Regions from separate parts of the Anser cygnoides genome. Here region 2 is linked to region 1. Evidence: chromatin contacts called from public Hi-C data. All regions are on one chromosome and are shown on one strand. The core of a region is the stretch at or near the end of the contact, and the rest is flanking DNA. Distances in the headings are between cores, read along the strand shown.

Region 1 (3,055 bases), core at 360-2,859:
CTTTTTTTTTTGGAGTAATAGCTGTACCCTTTCAATGAGGTCCAGTTTCAATAAATGCAGTGAAAGCAGTGCAAACTTCTGAGATAGTCACATTAATACTGCTTTGACTGCCAGATTGTACCGGCATAGCCTATGCTGACAAATTACTAATTTATCTCTTATTGATACTAACTTAAACTATGTATTATATGAGAGATTTACACTGATTTTGCAAAGTTTAATTTTTCAAATACTTTTTGAAGGTCAGCATATTTTCTAATAGTAGATAAAATAATTTAAAAAACTTTATAACCTCTAAAGAGAAACTGAAGGAAGTTAAACTGCTTCTCCATTTTTACCTATTTCTACTTGTTTATAATTATTATTTCTTATTTATATTATTTCTCCTTATATCATTTCTCCTTATATTCTTTGATGTGTTCATGCAGTATCTTTACCATTACTGAAAAAAAGGAAAAGGTACTGGGGTGAGAGTGAACAAAATCTGAAAGAACAAAATTTAACTGACTTCAAGAGAGACAACATCAGATCCTTGGGTCCCAGTTTCTGAGTTGCTGACTCCAGCGTTCTTCCTTAAAACCGTGCCGTAGACACTGCTTAACCAGACTGCTCTGCATAACTCTCTGGAGACACCCTGGTTTTCAAAGAAAGTTTCAGTTAAGGATGTAATTCCAAAGACATTTTTCTTTGATAAAGTTATCTTTGCAGATTTTTTCCTGACTCCTGAAGATTACCACTACACTGCGCTGCTAAGAAAGATGAAAAACTGAGAAGGAAGGGGGATAAGATATGTTCAGTAATAAGCTTTAAGTATTTTGCCTTTAAGTGCTAAAAGCCCACATAACTCCGCAGGTTAGGCCTGGGTAGTATCTGTAACCAATATTGGCCATTTCCTTACTTGAGCGCCCAGTACAAACATTTGCAGAACCAGTTGCTCAATGGAAGATTTTGGAGACACGCCGTTTTCCCTGCGAACACCGCACATTTTTGCAGTTCTGAGGTTGACTCCACAGCGGTTTCCCAGCTTCGAGGCCAGCCCTGCCTCTCCCCAAGTCACTGCTGCCCTTACCGGGGCCGGGGCCCAGGGCCATGCCACCTCCCCCTGGGGTCTGGGGTCCCTCCCGACTAAGGAGAGCTCCGGCCTCCCCGGGGCCAGCTCCGCTGCTGTGGGGATGACCCGCGCTGAGGGGCCAGCTCGCTGAGGCGACCCCCGCGCCCGGGAAAGCTCCGTGTGTGTGGGGACACGGCACATGGCGGAACCCCCAGGGGCTGCCGCCTGGCCCGGCGGTGCGGGGAGGCCGGGGGGAAGCGGCGTGAGGCGAGCGGTGCCTTCGAGGCGCCCGGCCAGGCTCCGGCACGCTCCGGAGGAGCGCGGAGAACAGCCGGAGGGGCCGGGGAGGAGCGCGGCGGAGGCGGCGCAGCGGGGCGCGGAGCACCCGTTCCCCCTCAGTCACCGTCCGGCCCCGGACGAGGGGCGCCTCATCCTGCCGGGACAGGGACTGCCAGGTCCCCGCAGGCTGTGAGGGCGGAACGCGAAGAGAACGGCCGTGCCATACCGGGGGTCGCCGTGCCGGGGCCACCCGCTCAGGGAGCGGTGAGGGGCACCGCCGTGAGGCGGGGCAGCTCCTCCCCGCTGCCGGAGGTGGAGCCGGGCGGCGCCGTGGGGCAGCGCCGACATTTCCCGCAGGGTCGCAGATCCCCCACAGCAGCGATTGCCTCAGCAGCAGCAGGAGCAGCAGCAGCAGCAGGAGAGGGACTCGCCTGGAGATGACGGACGCCCTGCCGCCCCGCGGCTGCCAGGCGGCGGAGCCAGCGGAGGACAGCTACTTTCGGAAGGTGAGAGGCAGGCTGTGCCCCAGGGGGCCGGGGCGGCCGCCCCCCTGCGCAACCTTTAACACCCTCAGCACCCTCAGGGCTCAGGCGGGCCGGGGTCCCGGAGGACGCCCACGGGGTCCCTGCTGCCCGCTACAAGCTCTGAGGTGCTCTCGCGCCTTCACAAAACGAGCCAAATTCCACCTGACTTTCTTTTTTTTTTTTTTTTCTCTCTCCCCTTTCCTACATGTTTTTCTGTTCGTTTCTCACTACGTCTCCTCGCTAGCTCTCGGGCTAGCTCTCTTGTGTACCTGTAGGAAAGCTCACTGGAGTGAAGCAGTGAAGTTAACAGGCTCGTTAGGAAGTTTTTAATAAACATCTGCCCTAATTACTCTCCAGACTGACTGGGTGGCTCGTGCCCCGGTTCTTTCGGCCCAGCAGCAGCCCCAGGACGTGAGGCCTTGGGGCATGGGGGGTGTGGGGTCGTTTTTGGTGGCACTTGTGTATTGGAGACCATAAACTGCTTATTCTGTGGGGAAAACAAAACGTAAATGCCGCGCTCCTCTACACACAGACATCCAACCCTGCGCTACGCTGCAGCTGCCGTCTGGATTACACCCCAGGGAGGCACATTTGCTTTGTTCTGCTGCCTCCTTCACAAAACGTTTGGCTTTTGCTCCCAGTAGTCCCTGTATTCATAAGCCTGCAAAGCTTAAGCAAACAGTATTGCCCTTTAGCAGAGGGACTGCTTGCAGATGAAGAGGGCGAAGTTTTACTTGTGCCTGCCATGCTGTGAGGAATCAGTGCTGCCACATAAACAGCTAGGCAGACTGAAGCGAAACTTTGACCAAATCTTGTCTGGTTTCTTCACTTGAGTAATCCTACTATAATATATGGTGAGTAATCACTTAGTAGTCCACAGCAGGAAATCATGAAGTGTGGCAAAGTTGTAATTATTTAGAGTTTTCACAGCTGTACTTTCTAGAGTACTGGATGCTTGCGGGCTGCCTTGGTAGTAGGCATGTTAATAGAACTTGACAAGTTTTTGTTGAAGTTAGTCAAGTTTTTGTTAAGTTAGATACAAATTGTCTTTCCCACTTGTTCTTACTGGTGGGGACAGGCTGCAGTTTAACAGTCACGCTGTGCTTTGTAAGTCATGAGAGGAATATACCTGCTGCACTGAGACTGGCTGGAGGGCTGGGTCCTTCTTGATGACGTTATTGTACACTAGGGATAAGTTCAC
Region 2 (3,264 bases), core at 390-2,889, 250 kb after region 1:
TAATACTTAAATTGACCAACTTTGGACTTTAGTATTTTTATTTTTCCTCTTTGAAATGTCTCCAATCACTGATCGCAAATATTGGCAGACAGGGTAAAAGATGTCAAGAGCAATTAAACAAGCATTCCAAATCCAAGGAATTTTAGGTAATCAAGCATTTTGGTTAATCATCATCCCCTGATAGCTATAAATAGAAGACAGCATGTACATGACACACATTAGTATTTACTGAAGTCCCTGAGCCTGCTAGGAAACAATTTCTGATTTTCTCTAGAGTAGATTAGGCATAGTAGACACATATGGTGGTGCTGCCTACAGCTCCTGACAACTACTTTCTTCAAGGAACAACCTGTAATGATCATTTTCAGCAAAGGCTACACAGATTAAAGCTGGGGGAAAGGCAAAAACATATTTTCCTGTGGTAAAACATATTTTCCTGGGGTATAGCAGAATAATGGTCATTACAGCTGAAATACACCATGACCCAGAGCAGATTAGACTCATTATTTTATGGTAGCTGCCCATTTTAAGTGTGATAGATACTTTAAGCGGATTATGTGTTGATTGAGGGTATGATTCACTCCCTTTTGTGTGCACCTATCGAAAACTGAGCATTTGTGCCTCCTGTGGGTGGCAGTTGCAGTGTCTGACACTGGCCAGGGTAAATCCCGGGGTGTGACAGGGCCTCCCAGCTCCTAGGGAGCTCCTGGGTTTTGGAGCTCCAAGGTCTTTAATGCTCCAAGCGCATCGCGTTCCCCGAGGGTCTGGCCATTGGAGCAGCCACCAACATGCTGCTCCTCACAGCTCTGTGCAATGTGCTGCTGACATGGTGACCTAGGATTTCACAGAATCACAGAATGCTCTTAGACACATGGTTTAATTCTTAGGTTGCCCTGTGCGGAGCCAGGATTTGGACTCTCTGATCCTTGTGGGTCCCTTCCAACTCAGGATATTCTACAATTCCATGATTATCCCCCTCTACTCAGCGTAGAAACAGGCCACGAAAGCAAAAAACTTTTAAAATAACTCACTCTTCTGAGGTACTTAAATGAGAGGCGTTCAGGTAAGAGCACACTGCTGAAAAAGAACTGAAGGAATTTAAGGATCTAGCCCAATTTCCAAATCACTAGGACTGAACTCGTGAAGGGTTTAGGACCCCAGGGAACTGAGGGGAAAGAAAGCCCTAAGGTTTCTAGACAGGAATTTAAAAAATATATAAACAAAGAAGAAGCAAGCAAGCGTAGGATTATTTATTGATCCATATTAATTCCATACCAGAAGAGCCACCAGAATATATTTATTTTAAAAAAAAATTTACAAGCACCAGGGACACAGCAGCTGCCCCTTAAGGATCAGCTAACACATTTTGTCGAGTGCGAGCGCGAAGCTACAGCTCTGCCTTCTCTTTTGACCTAGCAGCTGCCGGCGGCGCCCGGGACGAAGGGAAGGAGAGAAGCACGGCTCTGACAGGGCCCAGCCCCGCCTCCCCCGCCATGAAACGCCGGCCTCAGCCCCCGCGCGCCTCCCTCCTCATTGGCCGCGCTCGCACAGGCTCCAAGAAGCCGCGCTGCGAGTGGCCCAGCCGCCCCGCGGTCGCTGGGGCAACCGCCCCTCCCGCGGCTCCCATTGGCCGGGAGGCTCACGGAGCCCGGGCAACCGCACGGCTCGGCGGCGCGGCGGGGCCGGGAAGAGGGGGGGGGGGGAGGGGGGCGCCGCGGGTGCCGGGCCCGGGCGCGGAGCCTGGCAGCGGCGGGAGATGGCGGCGCCCGTCAGCACGAAGGCGGCCTGGAAGCTGCGTGAGTGCCCGCCGCTCCCACCCGGACCCGCGCCCTGCCGCGGTCGCGGCGGCCCCGGGCTCCCCTGCCGAGGGCGCGGCGGCCGCCCCCGGAGCCCGGGCCGCAGCCGCGGGTGCTGTGCGGCTCCGTCCCCTGAGGCTGCGCTGTCAGCGAGGGGCGGCGAGCACCCGCCGCTCTGCGCCCGGTGCCTTCCCTCGGGAGGGGCGGTGACGCTCAGCGCCTCGCCGCCCCGGTGCTCGGTGGTGTCACGGGGGCTGCCAGGGGCTGGTCAGAAGCTGCGGGAGCAGGCGGTCCTGCAGACACCTTCGCTCCGGGCCGGGGGTTTGGGGCCTGGGGTTCGGCTAGCAGGGAATGGTGTTGTCAGCTGGCAACGGATGGAGCTGAGATAATTAACTTCGCAGTTTCTTGTGTTTTCTGTGTTACCTTCCTCTTCCTGAGGCTCTAGAGTTGTAGGAAAAACTACTAAGAGGTCGGTTGGTCTCAAATATCCATCATCTTTAAGTGGGCAGAAGTTCTTGATACTTCGTTTTGCTCGGCTCTGTCCTGTCTGAGCATTGTCCTTAGAGAGAAGGGTTCTGGGCGTTAGAAGCGTTTCGGTGATGCTCATTAGGAGCTGATCGTTGAGCTGGTGGGTGACATCAGCCGGGGGTGAGCACGCTGTGAAAACACGCTGTGGGTTTCGGGAACTGGCACTTCACTGGGGGCAAGGGTGTTGCTGTCTGGCCAAGGCTGGAGCGAGCCTCTAACCTGGCTTTATGAGTAGAGTTCTGTGCTTCGGCAATGACATTTAAACTACCACTATATTATTATGAACAAAATTAAGAGGGGGAGAAAAAATGGAGTTGCTGATGTACTCGTATTAGCGGCAATGTTTAGCATGTATACTTTCAATTTTAACTAGTGAGTTGGGCTGTTAATACCGGTTGTATTATTTGTTGTCATCAGTTCTGTGTGTACATACATACTTTAGCATTGTCATAGGGAAGATTGGTCTTTCAACACAGCACAAGCATATTTTCAGATTTGTTCTCGTTTAATTTACAGTCCATTTACCTTTGTAATTTGAAAGGTATTCCTCCAGCTAAAGTGAAAGTTGCACAGTTTTGCTTTCAAAAAAATGCTCTGGGAGACTGAGATCAAAGTACCTGTAATTATTGTTGCAGCTGTCTAATGTCCTTTCGGGTTAGGGTTGCATTTTAAATTTTCAAGTTGCCCCTCCCACCAAAACAACCTGAACAAAAGTAGAATTGATTACAACCTAACCCTTTTACAAATAAGTTTCGTAACTATTAGGCATGCAAATCCAGTGAACTTTCAAAGAAGAGAACAGTAAGAGGAAAAAATAGTAAATGCATCTGCCAGAAGCTCCTGCCAAAAGCTTTGGTGGATTTTAAAGTCCATTATAAAAATAGTTATCTACGCAAAAATGCTCTTTTGGCTTCTCTTTTGTCCCCAAACTTGTTTCCAT

What was found. A called contact is a pair of places that touch in the nucleus more often than the background predicts.
Region 2: a contact with region 1 is called in a Hi-C map of liver, with 2.4 times the contacts expected there. The contact joins the promoter of KATNB1 here to the promoter of RHPN2 in region 1. A contact is called at or near these places in 2 of 7 Hi-C or Micro-C datasets (both in liver).

The regions. Positions count from the first base shown.
Region 1 is chr12:11,203,135-11,206,189 of Taihu_goose_T2T_genome, forward strand. It overlaps RHPN2 (rhophilin Rho GTPase binding protein 2), which reads left to right and starts at 1,610. Exons shown (of 15, transcript XM_048068841.2): 1 at 1,610-1,836. The coding sequence starts at 1,768.
Region 2 is chr12:11,453,139-11,456,402 of Taihu_goose_T2T_genome, forward strand. KATNB1 (katanin regulatory subunit B1) reads left to right here and starts at 1,640. Exons shown (of 19, transcript XM_067004638.1): 1 at 1,640-1,796. The coding sequence starts at 1,757.